Regions from separate parts of the Mus musculus genome. Here regions 1 and 2 are each linked to region 3. Evidence: chromatin contacts called from public Hi-C data. All regions are on one chromosome and are shown on one strand. Each heading gives the region's core, a stretch centred on a gene start, on an enhancer-like site or on the middle of the called end of the contact. The rest is flanking DNA. Distances are from core to core; before and after follow the strand shown.

Region 1 (3,254 bases), core at 502-3,001, 820 kb after region 3:
GTGGTTTCTGGAAATGAATGCAGGTCAGGTCCTCTGCAAGGGCAATATGTGCTCTTAGCTGTGGAGCCATCTTTCCAGCCCATGATGGGGTTGTCTGATTGCCTTACTTGTCCAATATGTCTTTCTCAATTGATTGGATTTTGGAGTTCTGAAATGTGTGTCTGAAACACATGTGTCTTTATAGAACCCACTCTGCCTTCTAGGGAAGGTTCATCATAAGATTGATGTTTATTTTCTAGAGATAATATATTGCTTTACTTATGTCCATTAGGACCTGATATCATAGTTACAAAGATTAAAGTGTAGTGGGTAGAATAGCATCCAGATTTATTATTTTCCAAACAATGCAGGAATAGAAAGGTTAATGATATGACTTTACGCTGACAATAGATGATAACTGAAAATTTAAAAAAATGTAAAACCCCTGTTACAAGGTTTTGAAAAGAAATCAACAGCAGGCAAAGTGAGGGGACCGAGTCATTAAAAAGGGGATTCATATTGGAATATAACATTTATAGCTCTAAGACTGGTCTCCAGTCTTCATACTGATCATTTTGAACTCACTGAAAGAGTTCAATTTTGAACTTAATTTGGACTCAAGGTGTCCAAAATGTAGAATTCAGGATACCCATGAGATCTGGAAATGAAAGTGAGAAATTAAAAAAAAAAAAGGAAATAGTGGTCTCATTTGAACATTTGCATAGATGTTCAGCAGATCTTTAGAGAGTGCTGTACATCCATGGGAAAACAAAGGAGATGAGAGGGATACAACAGGTGCTTCATTTGTAGTTCAAATGTTAAGATGACTGTCATGGTTTTAACTTCAGCACCACAGCAGAAGTGTCAAGAATTACTCACGAAAGCGCAGGTCAAGATGAGAGCCTGTGTCCTGTCAAGTTGAAATGGCTTGGCAAACACTTTAGGAACTCACTGAACACTCAGAATTATTTTTCCTCAGGAATAAGGTCTAGGAATTAAGGAATTTTGGAATGAAAGTAAAGTCAACACAAATTCACACGAGCATAGTTAAGACCATCTTCAAGTACATGGGGTATACTCAGAAATTAAATTCCATCTAGAACAAAATCATCCACTCCAATGAAGATTCTACAGTCTCTACAATTGGAAATTCCTGGAGGATTTACCTACAATAAGACTAGAGACTAAAAGTCATTTGTCATGTATTTGGAAATTGTTCTCTCTATAGAAGAGAAAAATACATTGCTATAAGTAGACTCTAAGGAAATGAGTATGATAGAATGAGAGGATATGACTTTTAAAGAACTAAAGGAAACAAAATTATAATGAATGGACAGATGAGGACTCCCAACAAATTAAAAAAAAAATAGAAAAAAATCCTCAAAGGATATTTCCTAAGAATTCCTTACTAGGGGGAAGGGAGCTGTTTCAGAGGATAAGAGCATTGACTGCTCTTCCAAAAAACTCAAGTTCAGTTCCCAGCTCCCACAGGCAGCTCAACCTTCCAGCAACTCCAGTTCCAGGGAAGCCAACACCCTCTCCTGGACTCTGAGCCATAAACCTATGTGCACATACTCACCCTGCAACATACACACATCTTAAATTGTAAAAATTAAAATAAATTGAAAATGAATAATACCTGGGGATAGAGAGCCCAGTGATGAAGGGCTCTTATTGCTACTCCAGCAGCTACGCAGATGACTCACAGCCATCTGTAACTTCAGTCAGGGATCTCAACCTTGGCACACTCATCCTAGGTTAACTCTTTGTTCTAAGATTCCATTCATCACAATGAAGAATCTGTAAGAGAGTTTCTGAACACTACGCATCACATGCCAGACTGCACATATCTTCAAATATCTCATAAAAAAAAAAGGTAGAGTTTGGCAACATTTCTCATGGCTAAGAATTCTTAATTCAGATCACTCCGACTCTCACTTCTCCTGCAATCAGTTAGAAAGAATGAGCATTCCTTGGATTGTGAACAGGTGCTTCTATGATCAAATACATAGGTGTAGTTGATTTGCTACTTTAATAAAACCATAAGTTGTATGTTATGCATAGTTTGGGAGGTTTGCAAAGAGTTTGACCATCTTCATGGTTCTTCACAGACTTTTCCATTGGTTAAGCACAGCTTTGGTTAATTCCAGTAACTTGCCAAAGAGAAACTAACTTTGTATCTCTTTAAGCACCACATCTCGTCTTTATTCCTAGTCTTTCAAACCATGACTACTGCATGACACAAACTCCATTCAAAGTGTGTTCATACAGCCCTCTCTTAGGCACACAACAGCCAGGGTCTCCCTGAGATTAGCTGGGATCATCACAGCAGAGATTGTTGATTGTTGACATTCCTTCATGGAAGAAAGGTTGGGCAGAATCCCTGCACCCTCATCTTAGGTTCCAGCTGCTCCTCCAAGCCATTTGCATTCAATTCTGCCCTAATTGCAGGTGGCCCTAGGCTCTCAGAAGGTGCTAGGTAATATATGCTAGGGAAGGCAAGGAAACAGGTTTCACTCATGTAACCATGGGGTCACATGCTGGGCTTAGAGTTTCCAGGGAGTTCTCTTTTGGGTCATCCACACTCCTGTGGACAATCTTACATTGTTTCCATGTAACACCCAGATCTTGCAGGTAAGCCCCCTGAGAACTATCTACCTGTGAGTGAATAGTCTGTTCTATTGAGAGTTCCCAAGACTGTTTAAAAAGTGAGCGTCAGGATGCGGTCTGTTCAGTTCAGAAAAGAAAAGATGAGAATAAATGGAAATGTATTCAAATGCATAAAATATTAAGGGAAATACAACTTTGCACATCATAGTATTAACATGACCCTTTATTGTTGGAATTAATTAGAGTGGAGCAGAGTGCTATGCTATGTTGTGGAGATAGCTTGATCCTACATTACTGTCTTGGTTTAAGCTAACCTCTTTTCTAGACTGCTAGGATAATTGATGATCTGTCTCAGCTTACTTGTCTCTAGATCTGTCTCAGTTTACTTGTCTCTGGATAGAAACTTGTCTCTAGATAGAAACTTGTCTCTAGATAGAGACAAGTGCCGTAAATATCTTAGAAAAAAGCATAAAAAATTAGTGTGAAAAACTACATTCCATTACACGATTCCAAGCATCCTGTAAGTCTTTGTATTGGAGTTTGTGAAATACATTATTTTTTAATCTAATATTTGTTTTAGCTGTTTTACAAGCTCCTAAAAAAGTAGTAGTCAAGTCTATCCTTTACTTGACTAAATATTAAATTAAAATGTTATGATTAAAAAG
Region 2 (3,539 bases), core at 266-2,765, 710 kb after region 3:
AGGATCATGAAATCTCTTTCGCTCATATGAAGATCACAAGGGCTCAGAGTAAACACAGCTAGGAGGTTACCTGGCCTGTTACTGAGTCAATGGGATGAAATAGTGTGTGTGTGTGTGTGTGTGTGTGTGTGTGAACCCTCTGTTAAGTGTACACCTCTACATAAATGTCACATGTTAACCACCCTTACAGCTTTTCTGCTAGAGGATAGTGTGTTCCTAGTGGCCAAGTCCTGAGCAGATCAGCTTAATGATAAAACTATCCAGAAGAGCACTGGCCTCTTCATTTCTCTTGCCCTTAGTCATACACTGAGCAGATCATTTTCATAGCAAATTTAATGTACTCACTGGCTCAAGTCTAGATAGGAAGAGCTAAAGAGGTAATTACTGTTCTATCTTATTAATTTATTACTGAAACATGCACTCTGTTAAATGGCAGAATTCTGAGAGGATTCACCTGCCCTATAATTGAGAAGTGACTTAGATTAGACCCATCCCTAACAACCCAATAGCACATTCTCTCTAAATCAAATAAGATATGACTACTGATTCATACTGCATGTCACTACTGGGTAATATGTAAGCTCAGCCTTGTATCTAAGGATTCTCTTTGTTCTGTTTCCATCTTTTAGGGAAGAAGATCAGGAAAATGTATTATGTAAGAAAAAAATGTATTCAATGAAGAAGATCAAGTGATCATATAACAAGCATATTGACCATAAAAATTATTTGTTTTTACTAGGAAGTGTTGAAATGAATATGACTAAAGCCTGCATATTGATGTCAAAGATATATAAATTCTTTGTATTTAAGGGCAGAACACATGATGTTTTTGCTTGCCTTTGATTTGAATGTCAAGGAACAAATATTTGGATTCCATAGAGACATGCTCCTATTATAAATAAGAAAATGCCATATCACCAAGTAATTTATAATTTGCCACAATGAGAGGGAGACAGAATGTATATAATGAAACATGGAAAGAGCAACTAATTAGTGACAATCTGTATATGACTTGAGAACTCACCGGAGACTAGAGTCTCCACATGCATACGAGTCCTACAGATTTCTAAATAACAAATAGAGATGTTATTTATTATCTTTTTTTTTTTCAAGTTACCTGGGAGAAGAAGCTTCAGATAAATGCAGGGCAAACTGGCTCAAGTTTGTCTTGGAAGAACACAGAGGTGAGAGAGAGAGTTCAGCCTAAAATCAGGAACTATGAGCCTAGGAGTGGGTCATTGGCTTAAGTCAAAAGGAAATGAGTGACATTTTTGAGGGTGCCTGATACTTGTCTCACCTCCTTGTGTCTGACGTGACAAGTGTCATCTATAATCTTATCATAATGTTCTATTCTTCACCCAGAGTATTTTTTCTGTTCTCTTCTTAAAACCAACAATTCTTAACCTTAATTTAGTGTCACTTTTTCCATGAAGGTAGGTTAGAACAGAGAACCCAGTCATGTGCCATGTAAGCACACATCACTTCTCTGCTCAGTGTGTTTGTCACCCTTCACACAGTTGTCACTGGCTTGTGTCACTCAACAGACTGGAAACTTGATGACACTGGGGCTTGCCTGTTTCCTAAGTTCTTTACTATTCTGAGTCATATTTCTCCTATCCTAGGTTCTGTGAGCTTCTCACAGCATCCCCTTTGCACTGTCATTGCCCAGGTAGATAAGGCTGTCCTACAATCCTACCTACTTGAGTCTTATCCAGAATTCTCCCCTACACTCTTTAGAAGCCATTTTCTACTTTTAGATCCTCAATGCTGGGTCTGTTGTCCCGCTGGCTTCTCTTCCCACCCATGTTGAACAGTGCATCCTTACGATAGAACCCAGGACTATGAAATGCACGTCTGAATTCATTTTCTAGAACTTTCTAAGGAAATGATGCTTATTTGATTATTCTTAAAAAGAATGGACTCAAAAAGGCTTTAAAAATATTTATTTATTTACTTATCTATTTATTTAATTTGTGGTGTGTGTGTGTGTGTGTGTGTGTGTGTGTGTGTGCGCGCACGTGCGTGCACACACACACACACGCACACATGAATGTAAGTACCTAAAGAGGCTAGGAATGGATGTTAGGTCTCCCAGAGCTGGAGTTACTGGTGGTTAAGAGAGACCCTATGTGGGAAATGAACTCTAATCTTCTGAAAGGGCCTTCAGAGCTCTTAAGTACTAATCTCTAGGCCCTTCGTTTATTTTATGCATGAAAGTATATGATGTGGTCAGGCCTGGTGAAGTTACTCCTAATAAAACCCAAAAGAAAAACAGTTAATTTTTTTTTCCTTTGAGAAACAAGTAATGGAAAACATGAAGAACAAAACTAGATCCTACTGCCATAATGATACCTGAACATTGCTCCCTGTGACCACTTCTGGGATATGATGGTCACAGGATGGAAGATAAATATTATCTGTCTTGACAAAGGGGTATAGAAGGGTTGAGACATCTTGATGTCATTTATAGTAATGGGAACATGGAACAGGTTATTTTAAAAATGGATGTATCTTTGAGTTAGGAAAAATCTATTAAATTTTGGAATTGTTTCTAAAGAGATATTTATTGTGTCATTAAAGATTTAAAAATAGTTGTAAGACTAAACCAAGAGCTGTGCTATTTGATGGTTATCTTATTTCTGATTTAGAACATATTAAGAAATCACCATTAAGATTTCCCACTTTGTACCTTATTGCATATATGTGGATGCAGATTTAACATTTATGTAAAATGCGCAGTTACAATTTAAAAAATTATTTATAATTTTGTATTCACCTAATGTGTGTTTGTGTGCCTGAATGCATATGTGAATGTGCACACATGTTTAAGGCTACATACACACATCTGGAGGTGGTATGTGTATACATGCTGGCCCATGTTTTATGGTATATTTCTGAAGGTCAGAGAATAAACTGTGGGAATTGGTTGGTTCTTTCCTTCTGCTGGGTGAGTCTTGAGAACTGAACTCAGTTATCAGGCTTAGTGGCAAACCACTTTGATGACCCTGCAGTTAAATTTACCAAGGTATATGCCTTAAATTCTCTCTCTCTCTCTCTCTCTCTCTCTCTCTCACTCTCTCATACACACACACACACACACACACACACACACACACAGAGAGAGAGAGAGAGAGAGAGAGAGAGAGAGAGAGAGCGCTCCTTATTTTGGTGATTCTTTGTATAGTTCTTTTTATTTCTACTCGGTTGATTTCAGCACTGAGTTTGATTATTTCCTGCCTTCTACTTGTCTTGGGTGTATTTGCTTCTTTTTGTTCTGGAGATTTCAGCTGTGCTGTTAAGCTGCTAGTGTACGCTCTCTCCAGTTTTGTTCTGGAGGCACTGAGAGCTGAGTTTTCCTCTTAGCACTGCTTTCATAAGTGTCCCATAAGTTTGGGTATGCTGTGCCTTGATTTTCATTAAAATCTAAAAAGTCTTTAAGTTCTTTATTTCTTACTTGATCAAGTTCTTGTTGAATAGGGCTTTGTTCAGCTTTCATGTACATGTATGCTTTCTGTTGTTTTTGTTGCTATTGAAGACTA
Region 3 (3,525 bases), core at 407-2,906:
TTCATACATTTAATTGGAGATCTTAGTTTCTTTAGCTCTCTGAATTTTTTACCAAGAAATGTTGAAGTATTTCTAATATCTATTTATCACTTAAATGTGGTTTGTCTTTAACTAGATATATAGTTGGAAACATTCTTTGAATTCAGTTGTTTTAAAACTACAAATTTCATCAGAAGGCTTTTCATATGTCAAGTTAAACATTGGTTTAGGTTTAACGTGACACAAGTTGGATTTCATCATTTACATTAAAAGCAGCACAATTTCCTGGCCTTTTTTTTTTTTTTTAAAAGAAAATCAGAGTAAAGAGCTAAATCCGAGTGGAATGGCCCAGCCTGCTTCCCAAGCCTGCACAGCAAGCAGGCGGCTGGGTGCAGAGGGAGCTCACAAGAACCCACTTTCACTTCTAGGCGCCTCTCTGCAGACAGAGCTACCTGTGCCACCTCTGGCCTTGTAACTAAAGTACTTCATGAAGTTAAAGAAAATTCTCAGAAAATGCTGCTTCCTTCATTCTACAAGGCTACTCATAGTGCTAAGATTTCTGTTCTTCCTGGCCTTTCCCCCCTATAAAAATGTCATACTTTATGTCTGCAGGGTTCTATAACTGCCAGTAGAGGGCACTGTTGTAACGCAAGAGAAATGTATTGCTTCCCTAACTCCTTGTCTGCCTTTGCAATTTGCAGTGTTTTTAAAAGCAATATTCTCTATGTAATTAAAATCCGTTCTCTGTATAATTAGCAGTTGAGCCGTATTCTTTGTGGCAGAGTTTGTTTGTGGATGGCATTTTTTTAAGTCTGTGTTCCATCTATAGCTAAGTGCCTAAACTGCCCTCTATTAAAATATAGGAAGTTGTGTTGCTTTTTCTCTACACTAAGCAATGCTGGAGATGGAAATGTATAAAAATTACTTTAGGTTTCATTTAGGCCCTACGAGCTAATTATCCAGTAGGGAACGTTTAAAATTCTTGGTTCCAGTGGAGTTAATATGCCATGGTCAAGAGGAGTGTTCGGGTGCCTGGCGTAGTAGCAGGACCGCTAATTCTGTGCTAGTGCTCTGCTGATGCAAGCTACTGATCACCTTAGCAAGTTTGCTAATAACTTTTCCTTTCGTGCTTCCTTAAAATCATATGCCATCGATACAGTTATCAAACCACTAAAGAGTGATGTGGAAAGGTGGCTGAAACTGCCTCTCTTGCTTAACTCTCATAAATGTCATTTGGAGTGACTAAATGTGTACTCATGGCCTGGCCTCTGCAGGCTCTGGAGGGCAGTGAGACTAGAGAGTCCCAGCCTGGAGTTCAAGCGCCCGGGCCGGCCGGCCACACTTCGTAAGCTTTATGGTTTGCCTCCCCAAGTAGTCTAAAATCAAAGAAATTGATTTCAAGGCCAAACTATAACGTCTTTTCTCAGTTTTGGAACTGAAACTTTATGACTAATATTTTGAAATTATTTCATTTTGTGCTTTAAAGTTGCAAGAGAAATTTAGTTGAGAATCAGAAATCTTAGCACTATGAGTAGCCTTGTAGAATGAAGGAATCAGCATTTTCCTGAGAATTTTCTTTAACTTCATGAAGTACTTTAGTTACAAGGCCAGAGGTGGCACAGGTAGCTCTGTCTGCAGAGAGGCGCCTAGAAGTGAAAGTGGGTTCATGTGAGCTCCCTCTGCACCCAGCCGCCTGCCTGCTGTGCAGGCTTGGGAAGTAGGCTGGGCCATTCCACTCGGATTTAGCTCTTTACAATCTGATTTTAAAAAACAAAACAAAACACTGTGTTAACATTTGAGAAGAGTGAGCCTGTGTAAGGGCACTATCATAACATAAAGGGAAACACTTGGAACTATCTTTCAGGCCTCAGTCACTGGAGGTGTCATTTCAGGATATTTGAGTTTAACTAAAGTGAAAGCTGAAAATTTCAGGCTATGGTAAGGAAGGATTCTGCTGTTTTTCACAGAGTTTTTCTGATGTTATAGCTGTCCCCAAAGGAAGACATTCAGTTTCTTCCCTGTTGGTCCCCTGCTCCTTTGTACTTCATGGGACTTCTTAAGACAGAGGCTTTGCTGTTTGTTTAAAATATACTAGGTAGGTTAGAAAAAAAAATAACTGAATGTTGTTTATCTGAAGGCATAAAACCATTGCTTTCTTATTTCTTATAACCAAAGAGGAAATAAAGCAAAATTTCCTTTTGTTGGAGCATTTGTATTGAATGTGGGGACTTGCCTGTATTGTCTTGTAATGGTTATCGCTGCCTTTTCGCCCACAGAGGCTATCACAGGTTTTAGTCTGGGCTGTTTGTATTCAGCAAGGTCAAGATAAGTTTTATCTCTACAGATAAGTCAAGTGCATTAGGATCGATAGGCAATAGTAAAATTCGCTGAAAATATTATTGCCAAGTTCTTAATGATTTTTAAAGCTATAAGCTTGTCATGTGGAATATACCCATACTGGTTTTTATTTATTTGAATGGCACTAAAAGTGTCATTAATTATGCAGGCTTTTTAAAGAGACAGGAACCGATTAAAGTAGCGTTTGGGCAGCCGTGAGCCGTGAGCTCCAGTGTTAAACTGATGAAGTATGAGAAGCTGCTTGGTTTTCTTTTTAAAGAAAATGCCAAGAGAACAAATATTATAGAAGGCATTTATAAATTAAAAACATAACTTGAGTTTCCTTGTTAAAATAATCATTTTTGACTTTGTATAGATATCCATCTTACCCAGGGGCCACGCCACAGATTTTGGTTTCCTTAGCTGAGAAACTCTGGTGGGAAAGGAAACCTATCCTACCCGTACGAGGAGCTGTGAGGAACCCTTTGTAAGAACTGCTGCTTGAGTGTGTGACAGGCAGAGAAGACAGGAAGGACACAGACTCATTCACTGGTTTGTTTTTAACTCAGAGGAACACCCTTCTGATACCTTTCTCATAGAGTTTCGAGTCTGTTTGTTTCCATTTTCTGCAGGTAAGACCACCATCACCTTAGGGCAAATGTACCTAGAATTTATTTTCTTTCTTGGTAGCAATCCTGCTAGATGCCCCCATGCAGGGGCCACATTACAGTTGGAAAGCACACGCTCTAGAGAAGTTACATGTCTCGGTGGGCTTTCTTCTCCAGCGTTATGTAACAACAACGCTTTGCAGACTTTACAGCCTTGGGATTCCGTATTTTGTTATGGCTGTATGAGTTTATGCTTTTCAATTTCTTAAAATATATGTTCTTCGCTCTTGCTCCTTTAGAGATCAGTCGGTGGCTTTTCCTTGCTTTAAGGGGACTTTTCCTCTCTTAGTGGATAATTGAGGTAAGGAGACTGGGACCAACTTCGGTGTTGATTTCAGGTGTTCTTATTCCTACACAGGAAACCGTGTCACTCATTGCCCCAGAATTGTGCCTCTTGTGTTCTTTCCTCCCTCCTTCTCTCTCAGTACTTAATGCATTTATGTGACCACTTAAGTAAAAGTTATAGAAATACTTGGCACCCTTCTAGAAACTGTTAGCATTTTCTTTAAAAATTTCTATAGAAGATGATCTTTGGGTCGTA

Evidence for each region. Hi-C and Micro-C count contacts between places; a contact is called where the count stands out from the background.
Region 1: a Hi-C map of group 2 innate lymphoid cells shows a contact between it and region 3, with 2.8 times the contacts expected there. The contact joins the promoter of 1700061F12Rik here to the enhancer-like site in region 3. A contact is called at or near these places in 1 of 484 Hi-C or Micro-C datasets (group 2 innate lymphoid cells) and 2 of 115 datasets of contacts at active chromatin or transcription factors (T-cell acute lymphoblastic leukemia and astrocytes).
Region 2: a contact with region 3 is called in a Hi-C map of group 2 innate lymphoid cells, with 6 times the contacts expected there. The contact joins two enhancer-like sites. A contact is called at or near these places in 3 of 484 Hi-C or Micro-C datasets (the HPC-7 cell line, embryonic fibroblasts and group 2 innate lymphoid cells) and 1 of 115 datasets of contacts at active chromatin or transcription factors (astrocytes).

Annotation. Positions count from the first base shown.
Region 1 is chr2:9,188,012-9,191,265 of GRCm38.p6, reverse strand. 1700061F12Rik (RIKEN cDNA 1700061F12 gene) reads right to left here and starts at 1,751. Exons shown (of 4, transcript NR_038180.1): 1 at 1,619-1,751; 2 at 859-967.
Region 2 is chr2:9,292,642-9,296,180 of GRCm38.p6, reverse strand. No RefSeq gene overlaps it. Among named protein-coding and RNA genes, the nearest start is that of Gm13219, 58 kb to the left of the region's middle. Within about 2 kb of position 1,515, at least 1 of the 459 cell types and tissues checked has an H3K27ac peak or open chromatin away from gene starts, as enhancers often do. A contact at or near this core is called in group 2 innate lymphoid cells, where this site is marked.
Region 3 is chr2:10,007,567-10,011,091 of GRCm38.p6, reverse strand. The region is part of intron 2 of Taf3 (TATA-box binding protein associated factor 3); the gene reads left to right. Among named protein-coding and RNA genes, the nearest start is that of Taf3, 39 kb to the left of the region's middle. Within about 2 kb of position 1,656, at least 26 of the 459 cell types and tissues checked have an H3K27ac peak or open chromatin away from gene starts, as enhancers often do. A contact at or near this core is called in T-cell acute lymphoblastic leukemia and group 2 innate lymphoid cells, where this site is marked.